3 separate regions of the Mus musculus genome follow, and regions 1 and 3 are each linked to region 2. The links are chromatin contacts, called in public promoter capture Hi-C maps. All regions are on one chromosome and are shown on one strand. The core of a region is the stretch at or near the end of the contact, and the rest is flanking DNA. Distances in the headings are between cores, read along the strand shown. Region 1 holds the start of Uba3 (ubiquitin-like modifier activating enzyme 3). Region 2 has its middle 56 kb from the start of 4930511E03Rik. Region 3 holds the start of Tafa4 (TAFA chemokine like family member 4).

Region 1 (2,971 bases), core at 239-2,738, 2.2 Mb after region 2:
ACACACACACAAGAAAAATGTTTAGATTACAATTATGCCACAGATAGGCATTTATTTACCATCAAGAAATCTTTGAGAACATGCAACTAATAAAGTGGGACTTCTCTAAAAAACAAAACAAAACACTCAAATGCACTTTATAACCACAGATTCATTCATGTTTGGTTGTGATAACTTTCCTGTAACCCCAAAGTTTCTACCTTCAAATATATTAGTGATTTCAATTGTTTACAAAAGGGACTAACATACATTGCATAGCTGATGTTCTGATGCAATGCTGGGTCTCACGCCATAACCAAGCACACTCTAGCTTTGAGAAGATTCCTTAACTGTCAGAAACTTCAGCTGTAGACTGCAACTACTTCTGATGGTCATGAGGTAAAGAGATCATCAGGTATTGAACTTAGGGGCTGCTCTTGGCAGACAGCAAGCGCTCAAACTTTGTTATTTCGTGCTGAGTTGGGAATTAAGCGGTGAGAAAGGGTGAGCCCTTGCATTTGAAATTCACCCATAGGGAGGGGCATGGAAAAGACCAAAGTACTACTGAGAGCTGACACAGAAATTATGAATCACCACACCCAATACACGAGTATTTTTTCCCCCTTCCCACGGAGGGCGGGGAGAGGAATCACGTAGGATTGGCCATATGAAAAGAATTTTAAAGTCTGCGGCATCAAAAAAAACTAAGTATTTAATACAGGTTGTGTGGTAAATGAGAGAGCAAGTGAGTTGCCGTGTCCTTTAAGACCCAATTACCTTGCAAAAATGACAAGTTTTAACACAATTCCTGATTCACGGAGTGTTCATAAAAAGTTTATGTGTACTATTGTCTCAGTGTTCATCAAGGACCCAAAACAGGCCTCGTGTCCATTTAGATTTAGATTGGATTCACTTGCCACAAGGTCACAGCTCTGACAATTTGGGTTGGAGGAAGAGGGGAGTACCGGGTGGCTTTTGCAGGAGCATAGCCAGGGAGCAGCCGGCCGGTGGCTCGAGCTGGGGACGGGGTCAGGGGTGAGGACGCGCGGCCTGCTCCAGGTGACCCCCTCCCAGCACCCTCGGGCCCGCTGCGGCTGGTCCCCTAGGCCTGGGATTAGGGGGAGGCGGGGGTCTCCGGAGAGGACCCCGGCCTCCCAGCAGCACTAACTTCTCAGCCAGCAGCTCCTCTATTCTCCTTCTTTTCTTCTCCCTAAAAGAAAGAGAGAATAAAAGAAGGGTCAGCATCAAGCTCCAAAGAGGGCGCCGCAAGGGTATGGGGGGCGAGGGGACGGGGAAGGGGTTGGGGGACCCCCGGCTGGCAGCGGTGACTGCCCACCGCCGCGCTCTCTCACAACCCAGCCCAACTCGGCGCTCCGGCAAAATCCCGATACTTACGGCTCCTCGCCATCCGCCATATTGTTCCCCGCCTCTTCCCAGAGGCCCTCGCGCCGAGCGGGTCCGCCCGGGAGGGGCGGGACTGCAGGTGAATGGAAGGAGGGAGAGCCGAGCCAGGGAGGAGGGGAGGAGCTTCAGGTAAGAAAGTGAGGGGGCGCGGCGGGGCGGGGCTTCAAACGGAGAGGCGGAGCTGGGGTTTGGGTTCCGAGGCTTTAGGAGGGAAAAACTGAGCAGGCGCGGAGGGGCGGGGTCCAGTGCTTTGAGACTGGGCTATTAGAAGGAGGAGCGAAGGCGGAGCCAGTACTAGAGGCGCGGCTTCAGGGGACGAGAGGGAGGGGCGGGAGCGTCTGGGAAAGCTAGTTGAACAGCGGGAAGCAGTGGCTAAATAGGCTGCTTAGGTCCCCTTAGGCTTTGCAAGCATTTCCCAGTGTATTTAAAATCTTTGATTAATTGTGCCTACTTAATATTATACCATCTATAATGTTGCTATGCCACATGAACTTAGATATGTTACTTATTTATACACTTATACGTTGACACATAATTGCATAAAATGTTCATATATTCTATTTAAAAACTAAAATAGCCACCCCAATATGCCAGTGCTTTTCTCCGGGAAAATTGGTGAAAGAAATTTCCGTTTTCCATATATCAGGAAGATTCAAAACCCTTGCTTTTATGGGCATGAAGTTTAAAGCATTAAATAGACATAGGGTGAAGAGTCTTATTTTCTTTGTGACACTTCAGTGTCACACCAGTCTGTCAGAAAACTAATCTGTTATACATATATACATCAAGATATATATTAGATAAATAAATGAATGATAGATAAGATAGATGATTAGGTATGAAAAGTATAGAGATTTATTTATAACCTGTCACTTGAAAGTGTTAATAAATGAATGAATTTTTGACTCTATTCTTCACAGTCATATATTGTATGTAAATGACTGATTCTGGTAGACAAGAAAGGAAAGAATAATTGTGTTAAACATATCACTTTTAGTAAAGTGAGATAAAAAAATTTAATATGTAAGTCTGAACTGAATTTAAACCCTTACTACTCAGCTATTAACTGTGAGCCCTTGGGTATTTCCAGATCCTCATTTGTAAAATGAGAATAACAACATTCACGATTTTAAGATTGAAAATTAAGTGAATTTTTAAGTGGCTCTCAAATATGGTTTTTGATTGGAATTACTTGAAGGTTACAAATGCCAGGTTTGAGTTTTATCACAAGAGGTGGTTTGTGGACACACTGTTTGAAAACCAGTGAAGTGCCCTGATATAGCTTCTAGGGTGCTCATTAAAGGGGGACGGGGGGGCTGCTACTACTCACTTGAGGCATGCAATCTACTTTGTCCTGCTCTCATTGAACCTTAAGGAAGGCTCATCTGTTACGATCCCCCAGCTACTTTCATCAATAGCACACATTGAGCTAAAAATTCAGTCATAACCAGACAGTGAGAAGAGGAAACTGAGCCTTAGAAATAGAACAAAAATAGCAGAAGAAGGAGAAGAAGAAGAAGAAGAAGAAGAAGAAGAAGAAGAAGAAGAAGAAGAAGAAGAAGAAGAAGAAGAAAGCCTGCAGGGAACC
Region 2 (3,104 bases), core at 424-2,923:
AGCCTGGTCTACAGAGTGAGTTCCAGGACAGCCAGGGCTACACAGAGAAACCCTGTCTCGAAAAACAAAACAACAACAACAACAACAAATCCTCCTAATGATACACATCGAGTCAGTGCTTGAGCCAAGGCTTGACCTGTGTCTTCTGACTTCAAATCCACTCCTCTTAGACTAGTGTAATGTAGTTTCAAATAGTTTTAATTATTTGGGTGTGTGTGTGTGTGTGAGAGAGAGAGAGAGAGAGAGAGAAGGAGAGAGAGAGGGGGGAGGCAGAGAGGGAGGGAGAGGGAAAGCGGAGGGGGGGGGAAGAGGGAGGGAAGGAGGGAGGGAGAGAGAGAGAGAGAGAGAAGGAGAGAGAGAGAGAGAGAGAGAGAGAGAGAGAGAGAGAGAGAGAGAGGAGGCAGAGGGGGAGGAGAGGTGGAGGTGGAGGGGAAGAGGGAGGGAGCATGCATGGCCCTGTTTTGCTGGCATGTATGGCCATGCACCGTGTATGCAGTGGTGTCTGAGGAGGCCAGAAAGAGCACTGGATCCCTTAGCACTGAATTTATAGTTAGTTGTGAGACACCATGTAGGTGCTAGGAATTGGGTTCACCCTCGTCTTCTGGAAAAGCAGCTAGTGTTTTAACTGTTAAGCCATCTCTCCAGTCTTTAGACTTACTATTTCAGCTAAGAAACTCCCATGGCCTTGGTTGCTAATGTTGTAATAGTTGGGGTTAGTAGCTCTAGGATAATACCTCCTCATGGTTCAGCAAACAGAATCGTTCACTCCTGCAAGGTCAAAGGCAAGTCAATGAGGATTTGCTCTGTTCAGTTAGGGAATCAGGCTCTCTTCATGGAAACAGGTGGCTTCAGGTCACAACAGCAGTGAGGAGAATGGAGACTAGCCCTGGTTCTTAGATGTTGGTTCTTACTTCCATACGCATTTCCTAGGCTGGGAATAGTTATACAGTTCCATTTTACCAAAGGGAAAAGAATAGCAAATTTTTGTTTCTCGGACCACACTCCCACAAACATGGGTGTAGCACAAGGGCATTCTGGGTCATTAGAAGACAAGACTCTAACACATAATCTCATTACTTGAGTCACACTGAAGTATGAAAGGCAGGCAGAACATACTAGTGGCTTATGAATTCACCTCCCTTATAGCAATCAATTAAAATACAAAGGCAGACCTCATGAACGTAATGATCCAAAAATACTGACCACCTGCTTTGGCTATAAAGTTTCCCAGATTGGAAGTTGAAATTGGATTTTTTTTTTCCTTTCCAGGGCATTTTGTAGGCGTCTATTGGCTCAGTGTCAGAATAGCTGGACCTCCAATAAAATGAATACAAATATTTGTGAGGTTCATTGCCTGCCGCTTGGCAGCAGGTCAGAGCTGGCCCCTAGAGAACACGTGCTCTGCAGGCACGTGGCAAGTCTGACTTGCATGGTTCAGTGAGCCAATGGGGACTGTCACTCTGGAAAAATCCACAAAGTTTAGCCCCCATTAAATCATATTGACAGCTTCTTGTTTCCCTGTTTGTCGTATTTAAGACACAGCATTTCTTGATTCCTATGGTGGTTAATCTTGTCAACTTGACAGGAGGTGAAATTACTTTGGTACCCTAAAAAGAGGTGGCACTATTCCACGGGCTGAGCTCTGAAACTGAACAGAGAGAGAGCAAACATTCATCGATGTGTGTATGTGGACTGCACATACAGTGTGACAAGCCATTTCCCCAGTTCTTGCTGCCCTCACCATGGACACACACACACAAACACACACACACACACACACACATACACACACACACACACACACACGTGCTGTAGCCTTCTTTGTAAGAATGTCTCAAGTTCTAATGTGAAAATACCCAGGGACGGTAGGAAAGTGCTGATTCTTATCTCAAGGGCTGGCCTAGGTCCTACAAGCCTGTTTCCCCAGTTCAGCTGCTGAAGTCTTTAAGAACTGCCCCAGAGCTACTGTTTCTGTCTTGCCCCTTTAGCCTTGAGCACTTTCTTTGCAGCTGGGCTTTCTAAAAACCAGAGATGTGAAGATACAAAAGCCTGGCCCGCCAGCATCAGTGAGACAAAATCGTAGCATAGTGAGTTTCTGCCTCCTAATTCCCTAGTAGAGAGGTTTATGCCTGAGGGAGGCTTTGTCTGGAATCTCGTTTTTTTCCTCTACCTTCCCCTCTCATAAAGATTTCTCCAGAGACAGCTGCTTTGTCTTTCCCAGGAAACCTTGCCTTGGGATTCTGGAAGACCTGTGCAACAAACACATTCTCAGGCCACATTTTGGGAAACAGATCTAAGAGTGATGCAGAAGAGCTTAAGCAAGATGGTGCTGGACTTTGGGTCAAATAGACCAGGCTTCAAACAATGTGATGCCCAGTTCAAGCTAGGCTCAGATAAATGCTCTTTAGCAATATTAACTCATTATACATTCATGATAACTTTGAAAGAAGAAAGCTCTGTTTTGCAAAAAGAACTGAGAGATCAAACGAAGCATTCAAAGCAATCCAGTTTAAAAGTAGCAAAGCTGGGGACCGAGTCTCCTTATTCTGGGTCCACAGTAGTGAGTTCAATTGGTAAATGGCTAGTTTCTGCTTTTGTAACAGCAGGCTGTCATTTTCCTGACCTTCAATTCCTGATGTATAAAACAGGGAATGTAAATAGCTACCTTCAGAATTACTCAAGGATTAAATGAGGTAGTTATATTAAGTGCCCAGTAAGGAGCTGAGCAAATGCTGGGTGTATTGCTCAGCACATTCAACTCATTTCTTTGGTACTCGGTAGCATGTGAACCTCACCTCTGCCACTGAGAAGTCAGATTTCAAAGACAACTGGTCGACCAGTTCTTTGGTTCCCAGCCTCAGTTCAAGCCTGTTCACTTCTAGAGAGATGGAACGCTTTGACCATTCTTGTAACCCTATTAGATGAGGTTTCTGACCCTTTACTAGAGGAGGTTAATTGAGTCCAAGTTAAGTCCAGGCATGCTAACATTTCTCTCTTCAAAAGATGATGGGTGGTACCTGAAATAGGAGGGGGAAAAATTCCTGAAGGACAGCATGCAGGCCCCAGAAACATAGCAATGTCCCTGAGAAGAACAGAAATCAGTT
Region 3 (2,976 bases), core at 283-2,782, 2.1 Mb after region 2:
CGGTTGTAGAATTCTTCAAAGCAAATCAAACGTCTGTTCCTAAATAGCCAAGCGGTCAACAACACTAACTACATTGTCAGACTGCCATTCCTAAATTATATTGGGGTTTTGTTGCTGGTTTGTTGTTTGCTTGCTTGTAGCAAAGATGTTTTGACGAAGCTTAGTCACTGATGTGCACAGGTTTGGTTGCCTGAGTCAGCAGATGGGCTATCCCCGTATCAAGGATTACAGGAAATATCAGACTAAGGACTCAATGGAAATACCCCCTCTCCCACTGAGGCCGCCTCCAAGCAGGGATTTTTGCCTGTCACATCTTATTAACTTTGCTCTTCTCGGAGGGAAGGGCATTAAAAAGTTAAAAGCAAAAAGAGTTCTGGGATCAGTACGCTTCACCAAAAGGGATACTTCAGTCCCGGTGGGGGTTGGCACATGGCTGCTACTCCAAGAGTCTGTGAACTTGTACATATGCATATTTCTGGCTGATTCATAACTCAGCGTTCAAGGGAAAAAACACACTAACACACTAGCAAGAAGCTTGTGGCTTGGGCTGCCTTCCCAGGTGCAGGCTATAAAGCTTTCTATTTCCAATTCTCCAAGGACAAGCTTGGGTTAAAGACGCCCTGCGGTGCGGTGCGAGACAAGTGGCCATGTAACTGAAGCAAGAGGGAAATAAATTTTGAGGCGCTTGCAGCTTTGGTGGACAAAGCCGAGATGCCTCACCAGAACTCTAAGACCCTTCCCTGTTAACCACCTGCGCTCCCAGTCAGCCCAAGCTGTCGGAGGTCCAGGAACCAGCCCACCTACTTCCTCCTGCTGATACTTGTAAGGACCCCTGCTCGGATGCAAAAGGATGAGACCTCAGTGGCCAGACAGAAGCTCCAGCTCTTGGGGTGTTCGCCCTGAGACTGCTCACCCCAGTTCATCAAGTGGCTGCCTCAGCACCAGTAGGGCTCCAGAGTCTGAACTCCCAAATTGGAAGTGGCTGCTGCCCGCCGTCCCTACTCATAACCCCTAGCTGCACGTCGTATCCTTCTCAGTGTCTCTTCTAACTTTAGGATGCACGCGGCTGATTCAAGTACTTCCCCCTGCTCCCTGCTAAATGCTGGAGTGACTAGGGCTAGCTACACCGAGACTAGTGAAACTGAAATTAGCCCCAAAGGCCACTCTTCTCGCGGAGACCATGCTTAAGCATAAGGTTCAAGGCTGCTCTAACCCCTTCTCCCGCCAGCTCTACCCCAGAGCCCATTCTTACTAGACTAGAAAGAGCAGCCGAGTCAGATCCGGGAGTCCAGAGTGAAGCGCCGATCACAGCACTGAAACCAAAGGATGCTCAGCTGGCGACTTGCGCCCATCACCCTCTTAGTACGGCCGAAAGTGGGGAAAGTTCCGGTGCTGCTGCAAAGAGAAGCCAAAGCTACCGTGGGAAGCGCCGTGTCTTAAAGAAGAAACATTGTCCCAGCCAGATCCCAGAGGGTGCAGACAGCCCTGCGCGCCCAGCAAGTGCGCCCCGTCCAGGGTGGCTCCAGGCTAGCAGTGCAGAAACCAGCCCAGAGCTAGCTGACCAGGAGGAGCCCGGCTGGCCGCTGACAGCGCTGATTGGCCAGACTGCCCGATTGCTGGCGCCCTTGTCAAACCCCGCAGTCCACGTGGGCCTGTCCTCTGAGCCCCACCCCCCCTCCACCCCTCTTCCCTCACCTCCCTACCGTACTGCTGTGTGCGCCTCTCCTAAGCGAGCGCCTCGCTGTGGCCACTACTCCGCAGGTGCTGGAGGAAAGGTGTTGATTCTTCTGAACACCTGAGAGCCAAGTTAAGCCCTGCAAACGGTAGGAGAATTTGGGGTTCCGCTCCCAGTTGAAACCATTTCCTCCACAGAGGTCCCACTACAGACTGCAAGCAGGCATCTTCTAACGTGTGCAAAAGCAGTCTGGCTGCATGCGTAATGTCTTTGCGTGAGAAAAAGAGAAAACTTGACACACAGGTTAATAGCTAAATGATTTTCTAAAACAAAAACAAACAAACAAACAAACAAACCTGTTTTAATGGGACTCATTGCCTAAGCATGCCAGAGACCAGCACTAGCACTACATAAAACTAGATGCAGTGATGCAGTCTGTGACCCTAGCAGGAGGATCAGAAGTTCAAGGTCATCTAGACGACATAGCGCGTTTACCGTTAGCCTGAATCCTGTCTCTAAAATCCAGTTCTTTGATGCCTTACCTCTACCTTGTTTCCAGCCCCATCCAATCGCTTTTCCCTCTTCCCTCACAGAAGTAACCAACAATCAGCGGCATTTAAACAGTATCTTCTCTCATCTGACCGCCATTGTATAGATGAGAAAACTAAGGCTCAGAGAGGCTAAATAATTTGCTCACAATTGTGGAGTTAATTAGTAGTAGTACCGCTTATATTTGACCCCGGTTAGCAAGCACGTGCCTTCTCTCTGAGACCAGGCTAGAATTTTGGACTTTCAGGCTCCACCCTAGAACCAGAATTTTCATTTAAACTCAAAGTCCCCATGTGGTTGTTATATGCATGCAGTTTGAAAACCACCATTCTCTGTCACCGTGCTGTCCTCTGCCACTGGCTAACAGCTCCCCCCACCCCACCCCCAGTCCTTTTATTTTTCATTGAATTAAAATGATGAGCCATCTACCGCAGACGCATCCACATATATCCACTTTCTCTCCCTGCTGCTTGGTCTCATCCAGGCCACTGCCCTTGTTTCCCACGCCTCCTGCCACACACACAAGCCACACCACATTATTTCCCTGATTGCAAAACAGTGACAATCCCTGGCTCTTTTGTTATCAAAATTGGGGCCTTGCAAAGTCAGTCACGCTATTAAATTGTCACCAACCTAAGGGTTTTCAACCATGAGCAACCCTTGCGAGCGTGCCTGTTCCTATGATGGTACAGTTAAAGGACATCCTGGTAAATGTCCAATGATGTGATATGCCGAATGCAGCAGTTGACAGA

The links. Promoter capture Hi-C pulls out the DNA fragments that hold promoters and counts their contacts.
Region 1: a promoter capture Hi-C map of liver shows a contact between it and region 2, with 5 times the contacts expected there. The contact joins the promoter of Uba3 here to the enhancer-like site in region 2. A contact is called at or near these places in 3 of 39 promoter capture datasets (3T3-L1-derived adipocytes and liver) and 1 of 9 other capture datasets (embryonic stem cells).
Region 3: a promoter capture Hi-C map of liver shows a contact between it and region 2, with 4 times the contacts expected there. The contact joins the promoter of Tafa4 here to the enhancer-like site in region 2. A contact is called at or near these places in 9 of 39 promoter capture datasets (3T3-L1-derived adipocytes, cranial neural crest, embryonic stem cells and 6 more) and 2 of 9 other capture datasets (embryonic stem cells and liver).

Annotation. Positions count from the first base shown.
Region 1 is chr6:97,204,159-97,207,129 of GRCm38.p6, forward strand. It overlaps Uba3 (ubiquitin-like modifier activating enzyme 3), which reads right to left and starts at 1,489. Exons shown (of 18, transcript NM_011666.3): 1 at 1,375-1,489; 2 at 1,148-1,189. The coding sequence starts at 1,394.
Region 2 is chr6:94,997,863-95,000,966 of GRCm38.p6, forward strand. No RefSeq gene overlaps it. Among named protein-coding and RNA genes, the nearest start is that of 4930511E03Rik, 56 kb to the left of the region's middle. Within about 2 kb of position 1,674, at least 14 of the 459 cell types and tissues checked have an H3K27ac peak or open chromatin away from gene starts, as enhancers often do. A contact at or near this core is called in 3T3-L1-derived adipocytes and liver, where this site is marked.
Region 3 is chr6:97,058,879-97,061,854 of GRCm38.p6, forward strand. Tafa4 (TAFA chemokine like family member 4) reads right to left here and starts at 1,533. Exons shown (of 6, transcript NM_177233.5): 1 at 1,253-1,533.